2 separate regions of the Mus musculus genome follow, and region 1 is linked to region 2. The links are chromatin contacts, called in public HiCAR-type maps. All regions are on one chromosome and are shown on one strand. Each heading gives the region's core, a stretch centred on a gene start, on an enhancer-like site or on the middle of the called end of the contact. The rest is flanking DNA. Distances are from core to core; before and after follow the strand shown.

Region 1 (5,438 bases), core at 316-2,815, 1.3 Mb before region 2:
GCTAAGTCTGAGGAACTAAAAAACTGTTTTATAGGATGAACTGAGTTTTGTTCTGGTTTGTTTCTTGTCCTCCTTCCTGAATTCTGAAAACGTATTTAAAAACAAGATCCAATACCTTTCTGTCTGACTCTCAAAATGTGTTGTCTAGAGTTTCCACACTGAAACGAAACAAACTTCCGGGCCACCTCATCATACATGATTTATGAAACATCCAATCCTGCAAGTCTGCCCTTAAAAATAATCATCTTTAGAGATGGATGGGTATTAATAAAATCAATCAAACATTAACTACAGAATCCAGACATTTAAAAGACGGACACTTGCACTTTTTCAACTTATATGTGTGAAATTCCTAAATATCTGGGGTGACCTTTCCAAACGTCAGAACACAACTTAAGCCTACCTAAATCTTTGCAGTCTTTCATCAAAGCGCAAACTTGGTATTCCTCCCAGCTCTTCACAAGCCCTCCCTTAAAATGGCAAAACGGAAAGGACGACAGCAGATCTAACCGCAAAACTAACTCATCGCTCGCTCAAACCAAGTTCATCCAAAAAGTAACTTCCTAGGTTTTATATCAACTTAGTATTGACTTTTTAAAACAATACCCAGTAAAAACAACTTTGCTAATTTCTTAACCGCGCGCCGCAACTCAAGTTTTACATAAGAAAGAGGGCCGACAGCAAGTAGATCCGCGAACCTCTCCCGGGTCTTAAAACCTGCAAAAACTCAATACTTGGGAGCCGCGGTAGCCCCGAGTCTTTAGATCTCAACAGTCTTGGGTTGGAGTTGCCATTATTTGCGGCAGACGGCGAAGAAGAAGAAACGCAAAGATCGCCAAGACTTCGGAACTAAGAGTGCTTGTGAGCAGAGGACGGGAAAACCCAAGCGAGCACTTGGTACCGGGAGGATCGGGAGCACTCGGAGCGCAGCCGGAGAGGGCTGACTCCCACACTCCTTGGGACGAGAGGGCGCTCAGGGGCGCGGGGCTCCGGAAGCAGGGACAGGTGAGGCCTCGGCCAGCGCCCACCCGGGCCCCACCTGGAGCCACCCGGGTCCCGCTGCCACCCCGGCTGCCACCCCGGCCGGGGCCGCGGCGCCCGCACCTCTCGGTCCTTGAGGCCCAGCAGGAGCACCTCCTCCATCAGGGTCAGCCGCGTTTCCTTGGAGTCGCCCTTGTCGTCGTCGTCCTGCTCGTCGCGGCGGCTCTGCGCCTCGTCCTCGCCGCTGCCGCCGCCGCCTCCCGCCGCCCGCTCCTTGTCGGCAGCGTTCCGGGAGGCCTCGGTGCGCCGCTGCACCAGGCCCGAGCTCCGCTGGGTCAGCGAGGTCATGGCTCCCGCACAAGAGCCGCGCCGGACCGACAGGGACGCGGGACCGGCCGGCTCTCCCTCACGGCCCCGGCCCCGGGAGCTTCCGTGTTAATTCTTGGAGCTGGGGCGATGTCCGTGGGCTGCGGGGCCGAAGGCGGTCATGAGGAGCCGGAGCTGGGCGAAGCCGGCGGGCCGGGCGTCGATGGGGTACACAAGGGAGCCTTCAGCCCGCGGCTGTGGCCCCCCACACAGCCCAGGAGCCCGAGCGGAGGCGGCGGCGGCGGTGGCGCTTCCCAATATGGCGGCGCGCGCTGACGTCACCGGAGGATGTGGCAGCGCCGGCGCGGGGCGGGGCCGGGGTGCCGGAAGCGGCGCGAGCGGGGGGCGTGGCTAGCCGCCTCCCACTTCGGCGGACACTTGAGCTTCTGGACTCGCTAGTGGCCCTGAGTCTGGAGACGAAAGGTTTGCGATCGGTGACCTGCCCGGCTTTCATCCGCCTCTCAGTTCACTCTAAAGGTCCGGCCTGGCGCCAGCGACCAGTGAGATCTCTCCTGGATCCCAGAAGCCGAGGCCAGGCTAGGGCGGACCCCACTGAGACCTCAGCATCCCTGGGGATCAGCCACTATAGCCCGGGTCCTCACTACCTACGGGGAGGACTTGGCTCTTCGCCTGTGAAACTCCCGAGTTTCAAAAGGAGTCATCTACACTCGGGCGTTTAAAGCTGTTCATGTACTGTGCTCTGGCGTAGAGAGGTTAAACAAATTGACGAATTGTGTTTGTAAAACTTTCCTACCTCCGACTGCGGCTGTAAAGTGGTCAGGGCGCACTGTACTGTTAGGACAGCCGACCTTAGGATTCTTTTATAGCGACAGTAAACCTCTTGAGTTTCATGCCACGTCTTTGTAGCCCTAAATCTATTTTCGATGTAATTACTAGGTTCAATCCCTTTGGCAGTTTGTGCAAATCAAGTTAAAGGAAAAACTGCCAAACCTGAGAAGGGTTTGGAGAAGTAGAAGGGCGGGTCTTATGAGAAAACATTATCCAAAAACGGTATCGTAGGTCTGTCCAGTATTATTTAAAATAAACAGTAACCATACGCAGTGAGTAAGCCAGGTTTAGACAGAATATTCCCCGCGCCCAAATACGTTGTCTCAACTCCTACGGGGACAGTAAGTCCCAGTAGGTCCTCCCACCCACAGCCCCAAGCTACCTTCCCTTTTTCCTGAAAAAAAAAAAAAAAAAAAAATGTGTCCTCAGCCAGTTTCTCCCATTCACGTCACCTTTTTGTTCCTTCACCTTTCTGGTCATTCTTTGCCAACTGACTTTAAATGTCCTTTGTAAATTAAATGGTTATTTAACTCAGAAGGTTAAATCCAAAAAGCACAAAGCTGTGCGTACAGGCTCTGCCTGTTCGGCTAGTTGCTCCTGTCCCTGCGGAGATTTTTTTTTTTTTTTAAATGGGGTAAGATGTGAAGCTTCGTTGGGGAGGTAGTCAGTGGGCACAGTACTTGAGGACAAATTAGAAACTGGCATCTGGGAGGCAGAGGCAGATTCCTGGAGGCTTCCTTGCCAGTGAGCCTCGCCACATGGGCAAGCAAATGGGTAAGTGCCTAGGTCCCAATAAGAAGCCTTGCCTCAGAAACAGTGTGAGGGCCCAGCGAATGGCTCAGTGGGTCAACAGCTTGCTGAGCTAGCGTGAGGACCAAAGTTCAAATCCCAGCACTCATGAGCACCAAGTACATTCCTGTAATAGCAGCCTTAGGAAGCTAAGAAAGACAGATCCTGGAAGCCTGTGAAACAGTTAAAGAGGATGCCTGAGGTCAACGTCTGGCCTCTACAAGTTCATGAACAGGTAAGAACAGCAGACATAAAACACACACTAGATAGATAGATAGATAGATAGATAGATAGATAGATAGATAGATAGATAGATAGATGAGATAGGAGCAGTACCTAAGGAATGATCACAATTTGTTATTTGCTTTGGTTTTGAGGGCTTTTTGTTTGTTTGTTTTTTAGTTTTGGAAACAGGGTTTATCCTGCCTCTGCCACAAGCTGGGACTAAAGGCGAGCACCAGCAGCACCCAGCTGCAGTTGTTTTAAATGTGAATCCTCATCACCTTCACCTTGAATGTGGCTTAAACTTCCAGCGGTAGACATCTTGATTCCCACCCCCACCCCCCACTCCACCCCCATCCATATCTGGTTCTATCTATTCACTTGCCGGTACGTGATTTTTCCAATTCAAATTTTATAATAATTTTGCTTCTTTTTATTTTCCTGTTTTCCTGTTATTTCTCCATTAATTTTTCCATGTAGATAATACACCTCTCTTTCTCTCCCCCGCCCCCCACCCTTTTCTCTGCCCTCGTGCCATCTGTCTGCATGTCTACATACCCACTTGCCTGCCTCTTCTGCTTTCCCAGGCTCTCACTCCACTCTCTTCCCTGAATATCTTTCACACCAGGTCTGTGTGGTGGAATTTCTCAGGGGCACCCTTTTACATGGGTCTGCCAAAGGCACCCTCCTCACCAATTAGATTTCCTAACATACCCAGTAAGAGAAAAGAAAGGAAAAGGAGAGGAAAGGAAAAAGAAAAGCAGGAAGGAAAAGGAGGAGCAAGGAGAGGAAGATTTAAGAAACAAATATTCCTAGGGGTAGCTGGTCCCACCCCTCGCTGGCTGCAGCATTGGGGAGGACAGACAGGAGCTCACGGGGGTAACGTGGTAGAGCTGGCCCTGGTGGTGTGGGCACAGGAGAGCTGGCCCCAATGGCATGAACTCAGGAGAGCCAAGCCTGACCCTTGACTGCTACTGTAGGCAGGAGAGCTGTCCCTACCTTTCATCTGGGCAAAGCAGGGAAGCTGGCTATGGTGGTACAATACAGGTTGCAGGAAAGAGGGTGGGCTGACCAACTCGGCTGCCATCCAGGCTGATCCAGGGCTTTGAGCTGACCAACTCCAACATCTACCCCATTGATGAACTGCTGGAGCTCGGGAGCTTCGGAAGGGGCTGGCTGTCCAGACCCAAAGCCGCAGGATCTCCATGACACGGGGCCAGAAGAGGAGAGCTGAGAGGAATCCCAGTGAGGATCCAGCAGTGACAGTGCAGCAGGCAGCCAGAGGCCTCGAACCAGACCAATGACTCACTAAAATGAACATACGCAAGTAAAGCTATTTGGGCAAAAGGGTGTCCTGTGGGACACACTGTGACACACTACAGCTTCCATGACCAGATGGTTTTGCTATTCTTGTTGTGCTTTTCTTTTCTTTGGATGGGAGTGTGTGTTGCAAGGGCCGAGGTCAGATATGGAGGGTCAGGGAGATGAATAGGATTTCCGGGGCACTATGTGAAATTGACAAAGCACCAATAAAAAGTTTTTAAAAATAAAAATATTTATTGCTAAAGTGACAATGACCTTTTTTATTGATTGACCGTCAACTATGTGCCAGGTATGTCTTCTAGTTACCCCATCCCCTGACCCTTCCAGGGGTAAGCATGCTACAGAGCTGGCCAGTTCCATGTGGGCTCCAACCACAAGATTGCGGCCTGAGGAGCACCTGTGTCTACCTGGAAGTCCTAGGATCACGAAGAATTAGCACTTGGGTTAATGCCTTACAGTTTCCCTTTTCTCTGCAAACAAGTTTTGTGTTATTTTGTTCCCAGGCTGGCCTGGGAACTTTCTATGTAGCCCAGGCTAGCTTCAAACTCACAGTCCTCCTGCCTTTGGCTCCCCAGAGGTAACATTTCAGACAAACACCACTATACTGGCTAGTTTTGTGTCAACTTGACACAGCTGGGGTTATCACAGAAAAAAGGAGCTTCAGTTGAGAAAATGCCTCCATGAGATCCAACTGTAAGGCATTTTCTCAATTAGTGATCAAGAGGGAAAGGCCCCTTGTGGGTGGGACCATTTCTGGGTTGGTAGTCTTGGTTCTATAAGAGAGCAGGCTGAGCAAGCCAGGAGAGGCAAGCCAGTAAAGAACACCCCTCCATGGCCTCTGCATCAGCTCCTGCTTCCTGACCTGCTTGAGTTCCAGTCCTGACTTCTTTTGGTGATGAAAAGCAGTGTGGAAGTGTAAGCCGAATAAACCCTTTCCTCCCCCACCTGCTTCTTGGCCATGATGTTTG
Region 2 (5,643 bases), core at 909-3,408:
AGATACAAACACTTACTGGCCTTTGGGACCCTCCTCACTCTAAGATGCCTGTGTAACACTAGCAGCAGGGTATCCCATAGCTACGGTTACAGCCCCTGGGTGACCTGAAACATCCCTCAGCACATGATGGAGGCAGAATTCAGAACCAGGAGATCAACTTACCTCACTACAGATGGAGGCCAGGAGTCTTAGCTTCTGACTCCCTAGGAAAATCTCCCCCTTTGAGCAACAATCAGACATAATGCTCTTAGCAGTATCATCAGCTCCACTGTAGTTTAACTGAGGAGCATCGAGGAGGGTCAAGGCTCTGTAGTTGGGAAGATGCACTGCATCAATGATGAGAGGGGCGTGCACCTAGCCTAAGACAGTATACTATGCCACTTCTGTACACATACTTTTAACTCCTGCCTAAAGGCAATGCCTTTTGGATTATTTTCCTAGAAATGGGAATGAGACCACAAAGGATTTCCCACATCCTCCAGTGCACCGCTCCCCTGACACTGCCTTTAGATCATAGATTCTTAAAAATACAAGAAAGGGGAGTGTTTGCTACAGGCAACACCTTGCCATTTACAGAGACATTTTGGAATACACGGCAGGAGAGAAAACCGTTACTAATATCTAGTGGAGACAGGTCAAGAGTGATGGTCACCTGAGTCAGAATGTCAATGTTTCCAAAACCTGGAAATTATACTTTAGACTAAAATGACTTCTCAGATGAGAGACACACACCAAAGACCCCAGAGGGCCAAACTCATGACTTCATTCTTTTGCTTTGGCAGTTAGCTAAGTGAATCTCTCAGCCTATACCACAGACCTCCAAAGAGCAGAGCACTCGTCAGTATTTCTGAGCTCTATCTAATCCCCTTGGCTTCATTTCTTTAGTGGCCAGAAGTCAATAGGACTCTCTTCTTAATAATATCAGCAGCCCCTATGCTCAGTGTCTGTCTCAGTGTCTGCCTCCTGACAGTCTCAGGAAGTTCAAACTTCATTAGACATGGTTTATGATTCATTTTGCTTTGTTTTTCTACTTATATTACAATCACACAACTCTTAACTATTTGTATCACCCATCTGAGTGTGAACTCTACAGATTGTACTTACCATAAAGTCTTCTAGTCATGGAATAACACCTAACAAAGCGAGGCTAAGTAAGTATTTGTTAGATGAGTGAGCAGACTAAGACCTTTACTGCATAGGACTTTCCGTATCACCACAGGTTTCCTTGGTTTTCAGTAGCCCTTGAAATACAATAAAAAAGAAAGAAATTGGCAGAGGAAGAAAACGCTTTTTTAAAGTGAGAACGTGCGCTTGAAGGCGAGGCTATAAAGCCAGGATGCAAGGAGGGGTCCACAGAAGCACAGAATTACCAGGGCAGAGAACTTCAACATATTAAAACTGATCGAAGGCCAGTTGATTTTTTTTTTTACTGAAGCTCTTGCGACCTCTATTGGTAAAATCGAGAAATGCAGCGTCTGCAGCGAAGTGCCCTTTTAAAGTCCACTTTGGAATTAAGACTGTTTAAGGTTGCCGAGGACCTCTTTTCTCTTTTATTGTTCCTTTGACTGATTACAAGTCTTTATCTCTTTCGCTCCATCTGTCCGTATATCCCCAATTACTGTTAGTAAAGTCAAGTATTATCCCAGAAGTGAGGGCAATTACTGCATGCTTAGCATACTTGTTTTTCAGGTTAGTTCTTCTGTCAAGAAAACACTTCAGCTTCCTTAAGTCCTTCTAAGAGCAACTAACCTGGCATCTAAATAAACTGCAAAGTTGAGACGTAACACGTCTCCCCCTCCCCACGGCCCCCTGTAGCTTCAGTTCTTAAAATATACTCAATTCCAGGCAAACATCAACCCTTAGAATTCTGCCAATCTGACACCAGGTAAGTGTTCAGCTAATTAGAGGGGAGATGGGGCTTCAGTTTGAGTACTAGGAAAAGATTGGTTATTTGATTTAAAGAACAAAGGGTGTTACTATTGTGTAAGTGGGAGAAACAAACTATTGTGTTAAGGTGGGGAGAAAGGAGAAAAAAAAACCTCGTCCTAATAAAAATAAGAAAGGAAGAAAGCAGACTCAGACTCACTCCAGACACCGAGAAAATAAAAGACTAAGACCACTCCTTCTGCAACTTGGAACAAAGGGGAGTTAGTTGCCAGTAGACTCTGCCTCTCCCTGCGTGGCGCGCGGGGTTCAGCACTTCGGAAAGCACCCCCATCTTCTCGCACGGAGATTATGCAAGCTCTTCGGGGCTCTCAGCAGAGGTGGGTGCCAATGTAACTCATCAAACGCTGGCAACTCACTGGGGGTTGACAATATCGGACACACAGAAAACACCAACGGAGCTCCAGGAAGTGATGGCGTGAATCAGCCTTCAGGCAGTCAGAGCGAGACACAGATGTCCACGATCTGTTTTCCTCTAGAAGGAGAGAAACTCCTCCGGGCAACCTCAGAAGCCAACAAAGGTACTGGGAGAGCCGTGCTCCTGAGTAGGGGACTGCATCTAAGTGACAGCAGGAAAGCAGAGGGGTATGACTCAGTCTTAGAGTAGGTAGCTGGAGACTCAGTTCTCACCAGGAGGAACCTTGATCCCCAGCCACTTGCCTAGAACTATCCTCTCTTCTAAACCCACCAAGAACTGATGCTGAGTGCAGCCAACCCCTGCGCCCAAGGCGGTTCTGGGCGCCAACGCGGCTCAGCATCCAGTTTCCAGGAGCCCTTTTGAGCGTCTACATAGAAAGCTCAGGCACCTGCTTTGCGCGCCCGCCTGGGTACCACACCCGGAGCAAGCGCTGACTCTCGGTAGTCGGCTTGCAGAACGTGACTAAGGCGCACCTGAGCATGCAGGTGGCTTCTGCAACCCCCGCGGCCACCGTGAGGAAAGCAGCTGCGGGTGATGAGCTCTCAGAATTCTTCGCTCTGACCCCAGACTTGCTGGAAGTGGCCAACGCCAGCGGCAATGCGTCGCTGCAGCTTCAGGATCTGTGGTGGGAGCTGGGGCTAGAGTTGCCAGACGGTGCGGCGCCTGGGCATCCTCCGGGTGGCGGCGGGGCAGAGAGCACAGACACTGAGGCCAGGGTACGGATCCTCATCAGCGCGGTTTACTGGGTGGTTTGTGCCCTGGGACTGGCCGGCAACCTGCTGGTTCTCTACCTGATGAAGAGCAAGCAAGGCTGGCGCAAATCCTCCATCAACCTCTTTGTCACTAACCTGGCACTGACTGACTTTCAGTTCGTGCTCACTCTGCCCTTTTGGGCTGTGGAGAACGCACTAGACTTCAAGTGGCCCTTCGGCAAGGCCATGTGTAAGATCGTGTCCATGGTGACATCCATGAACATGTACGCCAGCGTCTTCTTCCTCACTGCTATGAGCGTGGCGCGCTACCACTCGGTGGCCTCGGCTCTCAAGAGCCATCGGACCCGAGGGCGTGGCCGTGGCGACTGCTGCGGCCAGAGCTTGAGGGAGAGCTGCTGTTTTTCAGCCAAGGTGCTGTGTGGGTTGATCTGGGCTTCGGCTGCGCTGGCCTCGCTGCCCAATGCCATTTTTTCCACCACCATCAGGGTGTTGGGTGAGGAGCTCTGCCTCATGCACTTTCCAGACAAGCTACTGGGCTGGGACAGGCAGTTCTGGCTGGGTTTGTACCACCTGCAGAAGGTGCTGCTGGGCTTCCTGCTGCCGCTGAGCATCATCAGTCTGTGTTACCTGTTGCTTGTGCGCTTCATCTCCGACCGTCGCGTAGTTGGGACAACAGATGCAGTAGGAGCAGCAGCAGCGCCTGGGGGAGGCCTGAGTACAGCCAGCGCTAGGAGACGCTCCAAGGTCACCAAGTCGGTGACCATCGTCGTCCTCTCCTTCTTCCTGTGTTGGCTGCCCAACCAGGCGCTTACCACCTGGAGCATCCTCATCAAGTTCAACGCCGTGCCCTTCAGCCAGGAGTACTTTCAGTGCCAAGTGTACGCGTTCCCAGTCAGCGTGTGCCTGGCGCACTCCAACAGCTGCCTCAACCCGATCCTCTACTGCTTAGTGCGCCGCGAGTTCCGCAAGGCGCTCAAGAACCTGCTGTGGCGGATAGCCTCGCCTTCGCTCACCAACATGCGCCCTTTCACCGCCACCACCAAGCCAGAACCTGAAGATCACGGGCTGCAGGCCCTGGCGCCGCTTAATGCTGCTGCCGAACCTGACCTGATCTACTATCCACCCGGTGTGGTGGTCTACAGCGGGGGTCGCTACGACCTGCTCCCTAGTAGCTCTGCCTACTGAGACCTGCCAAGGCTCAAGGTCTTTCAAGGAAAAGGAGAGGGAAGGGAGAACAGTTTGGAGGCTGAAGGGGTGAGAATGGAGAAATTCCTGGGAAAGGGATGTGGGGAAGAGCACTGTGACGGCGCCAGAGGAGGACTGTCCCTGCAGAAATCACATTAAGGAAGGAATACCTGGGACCAGATAGAGCAAGCAGCCTTGCCTCCTAGTTCCCACTCCATGCCTTCTATCCCAAGCCCCATTTCTGCACGTGCGCGCTGAACACTGGGACACCCAGAAGCTGGGGAAGGATCAGAGAAGCAGAGGGATTGAGTTGTGTAGGAGTTGGTGCTCATATAGCCTTTCCTAAGCTCTTTGACCTGGGAGTGTCCCAAGCAAGCATCTAACTTGCTGTAACCATCTGGGAAAGAATGAGAAGTTAAACCCCGGTATCCTTTATCACCCTCGACAGGGCTAATGTGCACGAGCTGAGACTGATCTCCTCCTCGCCATACCACGCATCTGAGCAGAGATGTCACCGGGAGTCTTTAGGCAGTGGCATGAGGTGCCAAAGAGAGCACTGTGATTAGAGGGTACGAAACAGAGAGACCCTGAAGGAACAGGGGGACTGCATAAGTGTCTCCGGAAGCCTAGTTATCCGGAATGTCTTGAGGGCAGTCTGGAGACCTGGCGCTCTGGTCTATTGTTGGAGGTGAACCAGCAAGCATCCGGAAAAGCTCTGCTGGGGGTGTGGGAACATTAGGAGCCCCCCCTCCTTACTCTTTGGGAACCGAGCTGACTGGGATGATAAACTGGATTGGCAGATAGAGAGATGGTTCAATGATGTTAGAAGCGCAGGAGATGCTGTCTAGTTGTTCTCTAGAAGCCGAAGATTGCTCTTTCAAAGTGGGAAGGAGGATTTAAGTCAAATCTCTCCTAAGGGGAAGATTTCTGTTCTCAAGGGCATCGCCAGAATCTTATGAGTAAAGGTATTGCTCCTGTAACTAACAAAAGAAGGTGAGAGTCAGAACTTGAGTAGACTACCCTAACCAAGTTCCAGGGGCTTGAATATTTTACTCATCTGAATATGCAGGACAGCTGCAGGGCTGTCTCTGCAGAGTGAGGCCACTCCTCGTGACAGCTCAGTTCTAGGAACAGTCTGAGATCTTAAGATCTTCTCAGAGTCTCTTCTTGAGACTGTTCTGAGGACAGAGATCAATATTAACCTCACCATTCCTCAATAATTGAGAAAATAATTGAGAATAATAATATTGATCATTCAGGATCAATAGAGAGACTACAGTTCTATTTGGCTTAGTCTGGGGTAAAGAGGCTGGTGAAGTAGGTACCTCCAATTGCAGTGTGGTCACTTTAATACCATAAGGGACCATTAGAGAAGCCTTGCTG

The links. HiCAR-type assays count read pairs that join an accessible place to other places.
Region 1: a HiCAR-type map of astrocytes shows a contact between it and region 2, with 3 times the contacts expected there. The contact joins the promoter of Golph3 here to the promoter of Rxfp3 in region 2. A contact is called at or near these places in 1 of 39 promoter capture datasets (hippocampal neurons) and 1 of 115 datasets of contacts at active chromatin or transcription factors (astrocytes).

The regions. Positions count from the first base shown.
Region 1 is chr15:12,317,623-12,323,060 of GRCm38.p6, reverse strand. It overlaps Golph3 (golgi phosphoprotein 3), which reads right to left and starts at 1,565. Exons shown (of 4, transcript NM_025673.2): 1 at 1,105-1,565. The coding sequence starts at 1,329. It overlaps Gm52210 (a long non-coding RNA gene), which reads left to right and starts at 2,483. Exons shown (of 2, transcript XR_003951630.1): 1 at 2,483-3,160; 2 at 3,328-4,718.
Region 2 is chr15:11,034,483-11,040,125 of GRCm38.p6, reverse strand. Rxfp3 (relaxin family peptide receptor 3) reads left to right here and starts at 2,158. Exons shown (of 1, transcript NM_178717.3): 1 at 2,158-5,643. The coding sequence starts at 2,842. The coding sequence ends at 4,260.